Linked DNA regions of Danio rerio: region 2 is linked to region 1. The links are chromatin contacts, called in public Hi-C maps. All regions are on one chromosome and are shown on one strand. Each heading gives the region's core, a stretch centred on a gene start, on an enhancer-like site or on the middle of the called end of the contact. The rest is flanking DNA. Distances are from core to core; before and after follow the strand shown. Region 1 has its middle 34 kb from the start of zgc:101564. Region 2 overlaps foxp4 (forkhead box P4).

What was found. Hi-C and Micro-C count contacts between places; a contact is called where the count stands out from the background.
Region 2: a Hi-C map of embryo shows a contact between it and region 1, with 4 times the contacts expected there. The contact joins two enhancer-like sites. A contact is called at or near these places in 6 of 18 Hi-C or Micro-C datasets (caudal fin, embryo and hematopoietic stem cells) and 1 of 4 datasets of contacts at active chromatin or transcription factors (caudal fin).

Annotation. Positions count from the first base shown.
Region 1 is chr11:23,715,280-23,721,795 of GRCz12tu, reverse strand. It overlaps a transcript of foxp4 not described here. Among named protein-coding and RNA genes, the nearest start is that of zgc:101564, 34 kb to the right of the region's middle. Within about 2 kb of position 4,380, at least 28 of the 62 cell types and tissues checked have an H3K27ac peak or open chromatin away from gene starts, as enhancers often do.
Region 2 is chr11:24,186,716-24,193,565 of GRCz12tu, reverse strand. foxp4 (forkhead box P4) reads right to left here. Exons shown (of 18, transcript NM_001199491.1): 16 at 4,101-4,167. Among named protein-coding and RNA genes, the nearest start is that of mdfi, 26 kb to the left of the region's middle. Within about 2 kb of position 2,050, at least 17 of the 62 cell types and tissues checked have an H3K27ac peak or open chromatin away from gene starts, as enhancers often do.

The sequences.
Region 1 (6,516 bases), core at 3,131-5,630:
GTTAAAAGTTGTAAGATAAAAGACCAAGGTCTCATAATGCAATTCAAAAGCACAAATAATGAAAACATGAATCAAAAATATTAGAAAACCTAATTTACGAATGTTTTTTACAGTGTACCTGGTTGTTTTATTTATTTGGGTATTTTCTGCTTTATTGTTGGGGTTACAATGTTTATACAATAGGTTTATTTGTAATGTATTTAAGAAAAAAGAAAAAATCTTAAATAAAATTAATGATCAGCAATATGTTTTATATTTGAGATCAACATGAATGTGTTTTACAAGAGTCATGCTAATAAAGAAAGTTGCATTAATTTGATCTAAAACCCAAAAACTTTTTTTATATATTATTATAGTTATAACAGCGGTTTTCTTTTTAAATGTAGCTCAAAATGTAATTTATTCCCATGATTTAAAGCTGAATTTTCAACATCATTACTCCAGTCTTCAACGTCAATCATTCTAAAATGAAGATCTATTACTTAAAAACTTTTTATACTTTCATTGTTGGCCTGCTGCTTCTTTTTTTTTTGTGATACTCTATCATTCAAAAATAAAACACAATAAGCATTTACTTCTAAGACTCATTCCAGTGTAAAAAAAAAAACACATAAAAAATGATATAAATAAATGTTGTTATTTTGAACTTTCTTTTAATCAAAGCATCATTAAATAAATAAATGATTAAATTGATCAGTTTTCACAAAATTATGAACCAGAAAAAAATTATAAACAGTTAATTATACAAAAAACTAAACAAATTATTAATGAGTGACTGCCAATAATTTTATAATCAGAACGGCAAATCAGAATATTATTATTATAGTGATTTCTGCTGTACAGTGTTAGGAAATGTAGGGTTCTTTACCAATTCATTAATGTTGTCCCAAAACAAATTAAGTAAATGTAACAAATTTGGTGGACTGAACATTAAACAATTAAGTTGTCCCAAAAAAAATCTCAAGAAGTGTGTTGTTTCAGCTCATTTTAAAAAAGTAGTTTGAACATATATCATATGTAATTGACTAATACTAATTGCCTTGAGTATAGTATATTTGAGTATATATTTGAGTATATTATTGAGTATATTAATACTCAATAAATGAAATGTGAGAAGAATAATGGCAACTTACTATACCCCTTTTTTTTAAAACACTTCATTAATTGTTTAAAGTTTAACGAAAGTCATGGCCATAATAAACGCAAAGCACGATGGTAAATGGTGGAAAGAAGATATGGCATTGAATGAACAGAGCGTTCATTTTGATCAAACTGATCAACAAGTAAAGCGCAGCAATATGGTGCACTGGCTCTCAGCATATGTGTGTGTGTGTGTGTGTGTGTGTGTGTGTGTGTGTGTGTGTGTGTGTGTGTGTGTGTGTGTGTGTGTGTGTGTGTGTGTGTGTGTGTGTGTGTGTGTGTGTGTGTGTGTGAGTATGCGCCGTGCTCTCTGACACTCTGAATCATTGGCCAGATGTAGTTTGGTCTTACACACCCGGCTGGGACTATAAGGATGAGCGAGGCTTGACCTGGCTGACTCCTCTCTGCTGGACCTCGACAGAGAGAAAGCTTCTGGACAGGACTGCTCTGAAGAGACTTATTTCTGCATGATGGAAAAAATACTCTGATTGACATGGCCGAAAATATCTATTGTTTAGGTTGGTTGGTGTTTAATTAAAATGACAACTTCCTTGATTATTTTGATGGAGAGTAACATGCTAAAATAAGGCCTATGATACATTTAAAATTCATTTTTCATGCTGTTGGACACATTTCAATCCATACATTATACAACTGAAGGAAAAATTATTAGCCCATATTCTTTTTCAAATATCTCATTATCTTTAGGTGTTGTTTAACTGAGCAAGGGAATTTTTAAATTATTTACAATATTTTTTTTTCTTCTTATAATTCATTCATTGATTCATTATTTTCCTTTGGCTAAGTATATTTATTCATCAGAGGTCGCCACAGTGGATTGAACCGCCAACTTATCCAGGAAATGTTTACATAGATAATGCCCTTCCAGCTGCAATCCTGTACTGGGAAAAACGCATACACACTCATTCACACATATAAACTACGCCTACTTTAATTTATTTAATTCACCTATAGCGCATGTCTTTGAACTGGGGAAACCGGAACACCCGGAGGAAACCCACCAACACGGGTAGAACATGCAAACCGAAATGCTAGCTGACCCAGCTGGGACTCAACCATTTTTTTCTCAACCTTTCTTTCTCGACCTTCTTGTTGTGCAGTGACAGTGCACCCTTTTTTATTATTTCTTGTCTTTTTTATCTGTTTTTATAGAATTTTTGTGGTCAATATTAAAAGCTCCCTTAAGAAATTTTTTTTTTAATTATTTTTCGAAAAGTAATTATTTTATTTTTCTGCCTATAGTTTATTTAATTAATTAACTTAGTAAAACTTTTAAATTGCACTCTAAGCTAAATACCAGTAAGTTTCAACATAACTAGACAAATATTATGTACTGTGGCAAAGACAAAATTATTTGAAATTAATTATTCAAATTGTTACATTTTAAAATGCATAAGGAAATAAATCTTCTCTTAAACATCACTAGGGAAAATAACTTCCACAGGAGGGCTTACATTTTTTCCTTCATCTGTACTTACAGGATTTTACAATACTAACAACCAATTATACCAGGCCCATAGCCAGGGGGGTTGGGGGGTTTAGAAGACCCACCCCTCACTGACAAAGGTCCAGAATTTTATTTGTCCTATTTTGACTGCTATGCCATCATGGTGAAAATACCCATCAAAAAAGGCTTTAAGACCAAGAGGAATCCTCTGTTGGCTGTCGCTTCAGTGTAACTTCCGCTAAACACAATGCTAACAAATATTTTTCATGAGTCCAACATCCATTTTTCACTACTGTATTGTTTTTAAATGGAGAAAACATTTTACAAGTTTAATCTACATCTTTGACTTTTTTTAAAACAAAAAATGACTAATTAAAAGTTATGAAGCACCAAAAACAGCCCATACTTGGCTAAAATAGTGAAACAGTCTGGTTATGATCCTATTACCATTCAAAAAGCTCATTTAGAATAGTGCTTAAAATGTCACTAAAATGCAGTTTTTAAATGTTATAATTAATTAGAAAATGAGGCGTATAATTGCAAAATATCCACTTTTTGAGAAAAAAGAACCACCCCTTTTACCAGACTGGCTACAGGCCTGTAAACTACTGACCTAAATCAATCAAGTGCTATGTTTTAAAATAGTGTCTAAAAATACATTTAATAATATGATAATGCCAATTTATGATATTACAACGCTGGTGACCCCACATCTCAAAAAGTTATTTACAGTTTTGTACCCATCAATTTTTTTTTATTATTCAAAAGAGCCTATAGTTTAGGGTTTAGAAACCAGGGTTAGTTTTTCCAAACCGTTCAATGAGTAATGTACTTTCCCAAGTGCTGTTGTTTGGGTCGTTTCAGTTATTTTCATCACAACTCACACTTCAGCTGATTTGAGGAATGACTGAAGACTGCTTTTATCCCTCAACATCCACACTAAACATAGAACCGACATGTAAACATTTAGATAAAAACTCCTCTTAAAAACGAACTCAGAATAGTTCTTACACAAACACTAAACCCCATCTACGTTTCCTCACCTGTGCGTCTGCTTCACTCCTGAGCAACTTTCAAATAGCTCCCCCTAGCGGTCAACCTAAATTACACACATCTAAATCAACTTCTTCCTCACGAAATAAAACACAAATAAGGAAAGTGTTTTTGGCTTAGTTTTTACCGTCAACCAGATCTCTCCGTGTCACATATTTAACAACAACAGTCTGTTTCTTCCTGGCTCCAGGGTTCGGAAGTGCTGTCAAAACAAAAGGCAACAACAACTGTTTGTCATCGCTACAGCCCTTGGGAGCATCACTGTTTTGCTCGGAAGAGGCATCTGGCTATTGTTAACAACGCCTGCTTCACGAAACCCCAAACTGTTGATATCCGGTGTATCTTTAGCAATTTGGAAAGATAGCAGGGATTAGAACACTATGTACCTTTCTGAATTCAAAGCCGCCGTCAAATTAGCTTTCCAAAAATTACAGCAAAATGAACACATTTATATCTTAAATGTACACATTAACTTGAGTAAACCAAAAATAGGAGATAGATGACAACTAACACCTTCTCCCCCCTCCTTTTTTTCTTTTTTCTCCATAACCTTTATCGTCATAGGCTATAGGGACTTGCTAGGCTATAGCCACCTGCAAATTACAACTTAGTACTTGAAGAGTTAAGAATGTGTTTCTTTCAGGCTATTGTTGGAGTGCGCGGGTCAGGGGGTGGGGCGAACAGATTCTGGTAAGAGCCTTTAATCCACAGGCTGTCAGGCCCAAACCCTGCTTGACGCCCTATTGAAGTGTAACAGAACAAAACATTGGGCCCCTCGCTAAGCTCCTGCCCGGGCCCCATTCACAGCGACAGGAGAGCAAATTCTTCAGCTGCAAAGAGCCCCCTTCTTAAAGGGGAACACACAAACTTCAAAACAATGCAACACAGAGGAGGAACATATAAATGGCCAATCACTGTCGAGAGTGCATTTGTCAGGGATGAAAAATCTGGCTATTTTCTCCACCGCCCTGGCATTTTTCATAACCACTCTAAACAACGACGTTTGCTACAATTAAATTTGACTGATTCGAATACAACAATGTTGGCATTGCAATGAAAAATAAGAAAGTGTGCCATTGTAATTGAAGCTGGGAATTTAATCAAATATACATTGTACTCTGGTTTTATGCTGTTTGAAGTCATCTAAATTTGAAGGTCTTGGTATTAAACACATTTGCAAATTGGCCCCAAAAAATGTCACCTCCGTTGTCCTTGTGAAGTTTACGTCTGATTTTAAATGAAGGTTTTAGAATATTACTTGTCACATATATATTAAACTGTAGAGAAAGCTATTCACTGACTTTACTTTTCTCTCTCTCGCTCTCTTCTATTTTAGCAAATATGCCCTTTAACTCTAAAGGCTTGAAAACAGATGTGAACGCTTCACATTTTAGCACATTTTGGCCTGACGTAGACTGTTGGGAATCAGAAATGGAAATAGCAAATGTACAACAAAATATGACACGTTTTATTACATTGTGATTAGCGAGGATTATTTCACCCTCTTATGAAGAGAGTAATAATTTGACGAAAATGAATTTAATACTTTTTCAACTAATGAAAGCCCTGTGGAAATTTTCTGAAGGTTAACTATATCGTGTTCAAATTAGACTTAATTGTGCTACGAGTAGAATCGCACTCCGTTCATTTCACTGCTGAGCAAATGAACTAAAACTGTCTTTATAAATGAATAAACACAAACTGTATAATTAACTGCACTAATAAAAAACGAATAATATTATATATTTATTACAAATCTTAAAAATAAAGATGCCAGGATAAATCAAAAGCATACAGTTAATTGCACAAAGTTAACCTTTATGTCAAAAGATCTTTTCAACAACTTTTCCCACTATTTATACATTAAAAAAACTATTTTTGTGAAATATGTCATGGATGTTGAAGGTTTTTCATAATTTAATTTAGGGTGCTATTCATATATTTAGAGTATAAAAAATAATATCTGTGGTAATCAAGAAACGCTCAGCAGTTGAAATCACCACATAGGCAAAACCTGCATTAATCAGACGGATCCACTGACCAAACGCAGCTCTAATGCTCTAGGTTAAGAGATGCATATTCATGATACATGTATTCAAATGCACAGACATGACCGACAGACCCAACCCCCTCCACAAAAAACCAAGCCCCCCCTACTGCCTATTACCCCTTTAATTACGAAACGCTGCTGCAGTATTAAAGGTTTGTTTAGATAAAGGAGAGCATCTGGTGAGATTAGCACTACATTATTCTTAGGGAGCAGCAAAAAAATGTTAAAACAGAAGACCATCAGGAATACAGTGACATTTAGGATCTACTTCATAAAGAACGTCAATGTCTGCTGTTCAAATTTCTGTTGTGGCATGTCGTTTATTTTTTATTAATAAATCAGAAACGTCCATCACGCTTCATACGCTAAATTATGTCTTTCTAAGTATTTACATGGCAATTGACTTGAGGAAGAATAATGCAATTCATTGAACACATAATGAGTGAGGTGCATGAGTAAATCTGTATAATCAAGCTAATCAAAATACTAAATTATAACAATAATATAATTTTGGTGTGTAATTGAGACATTTGAGAGGCTAAGGAGAGGTATGCAGAGTACATGCAAATACTTAAATATAACGAATTCTTACAAATCATAAAACGGTGTAATATTTTTGGGGAAAATAGATACATTCACTTTCTGAATATGCAAATCAATAACGCTGTATTTAAATTAATATGGATAAATATAAATATGGAATTTATTTAGTTAACTTAAACGTGCCATATAGATACATTTAATGCAAAATGCGTTTTGGGCTCATTTTTAAATTACAACTATAAACATAATATCATAGAAATAT
Region 2 (6,850 bases), core at 801-3,300, 470 kb before region 1:
CGCTGGAAGTCAATGGTTTTCAATATTCTTTAGAATGTAATAGAATGGGAAAAAATTAAATAAAGATAAATAAAGTAACTTAAAAAGGTTTGCTATATTAAAAACAAATAACAATTTAAGTGTACCGAATATGAACATTTCTATTATTACAAAAATAATCAACTTAAATATACTTTAATTGCTCAGCAGAAAGAAGATCAGAAGACAAAATTGCTACAATTGTCGGAATTAATTATATCTCTTTAATTAAAACATAATAACCTGCAACAATCTTTAGAGAAATATCAAAACAAAGACAGCACAACCAGTTTTAACATTAATGATCATTAAAAAGTTGACTAAACACCAATTTAACACATTAAAATAAATTCTAAAATATACACTGAAACTAATATTGATAGAAGACGAAAATTCTTTTGATAGTTCCTTCAGAAAAGCACTAATTACATTTTAATTTTTTTTTTTACAATAGAAACCACTTATTTTAACAAGTTTAATTATTGGTTGAATGATTACATTTTATTCTATACAAGATAAAAAACTCACAAAGTTTTGCTACAACTTGAGTTTGAGTAAATGGTGATAACATTTTGGATGAAGCATCTCTTTTTTAACACTGTGAAGGGTCAAGATAAGTGAATACAGTTTCCTTTAAAAAACTGAGGAAAATTACTCTAAGTTTAATTGTTTTTTATTTTTATTTTCATTATTAAATGTCTTTAAAGTTGTTAAAAAATGGCAGCAGTGTTGCAGCAGGTTAGATTGTTTCACCACTAGGGGTCTCCTTACTTCCATATAACAGTGCAGAACGATCACTGATACCACATTCACACATATACAACCCCACACGCGCACACACACTCTGGTGCTCTACATCTTTAACCCACTGAATGTGTGTATATATGTTATGATAAGTGTTTTAGCATATTATTTTTTTTGGTAATACCCATTTGATTCTTTGAACTCTTTATTTAGTAAATATTAAATTAAAACAAAGTAAAAATATGTAATATTTAATTCATAAAATATTTATTTTTAATTTAGTTTATTTTACCCAATGCAAATCATATGACGATGATACAAATTTAAGAAAACACAATATATATTTTGTATTTATATTAATAAAAGGGTACAAGTAAAATATAACAAATCTATTCAAGGAAATGATACATTCGGATATCTTAATTTAGACATCTTAATGAAATGTAGTTCATTATAGTGAGAGAGAGAGAGAGAGAGAGAGGGAGAGAGAGAGTGAGAGAGAGAGAGAGAGAGAGAGAGAGAGAGAGAGAGAGAGAGAGAGAGAGAGAGCTGACAGAAAGAAAGACAGGACAAGAATAGATTGTTAAAGGCAAATTCATAGTGATTCTGTAGAGAGAGCAAGTGGTGGCAAGAAAGATGATCAGGCTCACGCACAGTTTAACTGTTGTCAACTAAATGAGGCCTATTTTTTGTTTTAAACTAAAATAAACTAAAACTTAACTAACTAAATTCAGATGAACAGCGCAGGTGAATTTGTTTTGCTCATATCTGTATTCTAAAGCATTTTACACACAGATTTGTCCATACATAAAGTGACTAAAAGTATATTTTATTTATTATTCTAAATTTTGTTTCCAGCTGTTCATAGTTCTTTCTGAATTATGGAGTGATAAAATATCCCACTATACACTCTGTAAAATCCTTTGACTCTAATGCATAAAAAAATAATAAAGAACCAGACTGATCTAATATTCAGATTTTAAATAAGTACATATTTAATTCCAATCCATAATTTGCATATTAAAACAACATTTTTATAAACTTGTAATGCATACTTTTTTAATTCTTAATGCTATTAAACAAATGGGGAAGTAAATATTAACAAATATTTAATAAAAATTAGTTACATTTACCCTAAAAGTATGATTAACACTGCCATCTAAAACACACACAAACTCAGCAGATAGACATCATTCTCTCACACTTCGTCAGGCTGTTGTTGTGCACACTGTGTGTCTGCTCTTTTGTTAAAGGCTAGTTTATGTGTGGCCTTTTCAGGATGAGCAGTTCCATTTCCATAGAGATGGCCTGCAGGGTCAGAGTGGGACAAACTGGGCCAGGCCGGAGAAACTGTGTGTGTGTGTGTGTGTGTCTGTGTGTGTGTGTGTGTGTGTGTGTGTGTGTGTGTGTGTGTGTGTGTGTGTGTGCGTGTATGTGTGTTGGCCTGTGATTAGCTGGGCTGTTTGTTTGTCAGCCGCTGACACTGCTTGTCCTGAGAGGAGATGGATGGGCACAGACCTGACAGAGCGCCACACACACACTCACACACATACACAAACCCACACACACACACCCAGACCAGGACGCAAGCTAACAAAGGCTAACCTCCCATATCCATCTCTGTCTCGTCACACAGGGAAAAAAAACACACACACACACAGAGAAAACACAAACGCACAAACTCAGAGCAGGGCTGCGAACGCTCCGAACGAGAGTTGCGGTGACACCGGTGGATTCAGGAGATTTTCTAGGACAGACACTAATTTTATGCTGTGACCTTCATTGACAAATATTTGACGCTATAAATCACATATGGCTGCGTGTGCGATGGAGGGAGGAGAACGGAGGAGGTTTGGGAGAAGCAGCTAATTAGAGGAAGAAATTGTTATCAGTGCCCTTGTGTGCTTGATCTGTGCAGGATTCTCACATTTTTTCTTTTCTTTTCCAGGAGCTGTAAAATGATTTGGAGATTCAAGAATAAATGACTGAAATAAACTTATAAGACTGTTCGGCTCACATTTCAGATGTCAAGTTCTAGCTGATGTTTAGTAGACAAAATATTTAAGAGCTTTCATGAATTATAGTTTAGAAATGCTGATGCCAAAGTAATGGGTGAAATGTAGATTTTTTTTTTCATACTTATTTTATTTTGGATCGACTCAATAACAAATCAATCAGATCAGACTATGAACCAGACCAAAAATACCGCAATCACAAATCAGAATATGAAAAGGCAGATTTTTTACTTAAAATTAATATTTTGAATGCAAAAAAGTGAATATTGGGTAAAAAGGAAACTATACATTTCTATTTTGAATTTACCCAAAAGTTTAAAGTTCATAACCAATATATTCAATTTCACTGTATTCTGTTGTTTATTATTTTTTAATGGTAAATGTCATTTGTAATGTTATTTTACATGTTATGTCATATTTTATAGAGGACAAAAACATGCAAATGAATAAATAAATTAATAATTAAATCCACAAATTCCTGCAAAAATAAATAAAAAAAATAAATAAATATGGAAATAAATAAATAAATATAACCCCCAACCCCCCATTTTTTATTATGTACTTTTAATTATTTATATATTTATTTATGCAGGAATTTGTATATTTATATATGCATATATTTATTTATTTATTTATTATTTTATTTATACAGGAATTTGTAGATTTACATATACATCTATTTATTTATTTGCATATTTATTTATTTATTGTTTATTTATGCAGGAATTTGTGGATTTATTTGTTTATGTTTTGTAGGTTTTGTTCTCCATAATATTTTTTAAATTTTTTTATTTATTTATTAGTAAATAAATACAAGTCCAAGTGTAAAAAATATAAACAGATATAATAAAAAATCTAATAATGAATATAAATGAACATGAATAAATAAATAGTTCATACATACATATACAGTGCTCAGCATATATGAGTACACCCCCACAGATCTCTCAGTTAAATTAACATTTTCTATAGGATACAATATTATATTTGTGCATATACATTGGATAATACGGTCCTGAAGCCAAATCTGGAGCTCATCTAACAAAATAAATTACAATAATAGTAAAAAATAGTAGCCCAAATTTATATCTTAGAGAAAAATATAAAATTACATTCTCAAAAAATCTTTCCATTTATCTTTTCCAATGTTTGCAATAACTATTAAGTAAAATCATTCAGATCCCAACCAGTTCATCAATGAATCATTTACAGTGATTTACATTGTACATCAGTTCGATCAAATTACTGAAAAGGAAGGAATCATTAACTCTCAAACTAGACGTTCTACATTTTACAAAAAGTTTTCAAAAGTAAGAGTCTCACCTGATAGCTGGCATTCAGTGAGCCAAATCCCAGTCCAGAAATCATATTTTTCACAAGAGTGGGGCTTCTGGGAGCAAAAAGAAAAGAAAAAAGATGATGAATTAGATGCGCTGGATTTCAACATAACACACCAGACCAAACTGTGGATAAAAAACCCTCCTTAACCTGTGAAAAATGCTGAGGCACTATTCTGTTTACAAGAGATAAATAGAAAAGTTAAACAATAGAGACTAACACATGCATTCTGACACAGCATATACTGCACACACGCACACACACTGTAATGTGGTGTGCAGGCCGTCGGCTGGGTAATTTGCCGTCGTCTCTCTGGCAGAGCTTGAGACGGCGTGTAACATCTGTTTGTACAAATGCAAGCAGGCAAGCTTTTTTGCAGTGCATCTGCTCACAATGTACCCTAAACAGTGTAGACACAGAAGGGAAAAACACACAGGCGCACAAACACACACACACATGCACGCGCGCACTGCCAAACACAAGCAGGGGAGGCACAAAAGAGACCTTTGTGCTTTTGACTAGAGAGTCAGTAATAGGGTAATGATGGGAAGCCCATTAGGGTAATCATACATGCCAATAACGATTATAGCCTCACTTACAGAGCAGACCTACAAGCTCATGCTTTAGCTACAGAAATAAAAGCATGTTTTGGGGACTTTCACTCAATAAATAGTGTTCACTTAAAGAGGGAAGTTTTAATCCAGGGTTTTACAGGTTGGCTTGACTAGTATGACATCAAACTGTCTGCTGTTTCGGTCTGTAAGGCTACTTATATCATGCTATATTGAAGCAAGGTTAGAGTGTTAACCCAACTGTTTGAATTCATTATCAAACCTGATGAAAGCTCCCTAAATATGACATTATTAATTTAAGCTTATTTAGTGAAAAAGTACATTTTTTGGGATTACTTGTGGAAAGAATGAAAACAAAATGTTTAGCTTTAGATCAAACTTGAGCATGTATTTAAAATGTTTATATAGGTATATGATTTTGAATAAGATGTAGAATGTACTTGCATTTTTATTAAGGAAATGAGCTGCATTTTCACAAAAAAAAATAGACTTAGCGATTAAACCAAATCTGACCTATATTTTGACATTTAAAGAAAATAAAATGATTTTAAAATGAGGCTATTTGTACACAAGCACTCAATAGAATCACTTCAGTACATTTAATTTAACCCTTTGATGCACAAGCTATAAAATAAATATAGAAAAAATAAACTGAGATGGGACACTCTAAACCTATGTAGTGCATCAAAGGGTTAAAATTGATAAAAATGATGATGTAATAAATATTTTTCCAGTAAAAAAAAGTAAAAGGACATTCCTATATTTCCTAGTATGACATTACGTTATGTTTTAGATAAATAATTTTGTTTTTGTCTTATTTCTCTCATAAATTTTATATATTCGACTGTTTTCGACCAAGTGCATTATCTACATATGAATATTGGCCATACTTTATAGATAAACAGATAATAGATTTATACATTAACATTATATCTGTGCATGACATACATGGTTATAAGTTGTAAAATAAACAAGAATTAATTATATATACAGAAGACCACATTTTAAAAAAAATGATTACTGCTGTTTGTTCAAACTACCTGTTTAAAATGAGCTGAAACCGCACAATTCTTGTTATTTCTTTGGCCGATTCCTTTGTTTTATGTTCAGTCCACTTTAATTTGTAAGCCATTAAGCTAATTTAGGCGTTTTGTGTGGCGGGACAAGGTGAAGGAATTGTGTTGGTCCAACTACCTGGATAGGGGATTTGTAGTTCCCAGCATCCTTTGCATGGGATTAAATGAAGAGGCAAATGTTGACGATAAAAGTAATCTTAGATGTTTAAAGTTAATAGAAAGACTTCTTATAGTTTAATATTCACTTAAGTTTGAAGATTTAGAAGATTTTCATGTAATGCTTTGAGTTTTGAGATTACCACCTTACAAAAGCACCCATGCTTAGGGTGTTTGCAGTTTAATTAGCAAAAATGCAGTTTGTTGCTTTGCTCGGTGAGCAACAACTGTCCTAAAATGAGTTCTGGGCTCAATCACAATCAACTATATATGTAACTCTTTAAAATGGCTCTTTTAGTTCATTTAGGATAACTTCAAATAAAACTAAGAGACATATGTATGACACATTATGACATACATGATGTTATCAGACCTTGAGTTTAAGTTAAATATACTTAATTAAAACTTATTTAAACTTTTATTTGATAAAATTATGTTGGACCAACTCAATTGCATTAAATTGTGTTTACTTTACAGTAACAGCCAGCATTCAGTTTTATTATACAATTGAAAATTCATCAAATATACAGTGCCTATAAAAAATCACCATACCCCTTTACTGCTTAAAAAAAACCTTCAGGATAATGCTGTAGAAAGTCACAGATTAGGAAAAGGCTACAAAAACATTTCAAAGGGTGCAAAAGTTATTTGGAATGTGATCAGATTTCAGGCTGTACAACAAACAAAGTAACTATTTCAAAGGGGTGTGAGGATTTTCTATAGGTGCTGTATCCACTCCACTTGTTAAGTCGTGAAGTCGTAATCAGTAATATATGGTAAACTGTTTCCGGGTCCAAGCCGCTAGTTATTTGAATCGAGAAAATATTTGTACTAATCCAACTTTTTGGTCATCAAATATTAGGCATGTATATATATATATATATATATATATATATATATATATATATATATATATGGATATATATATATA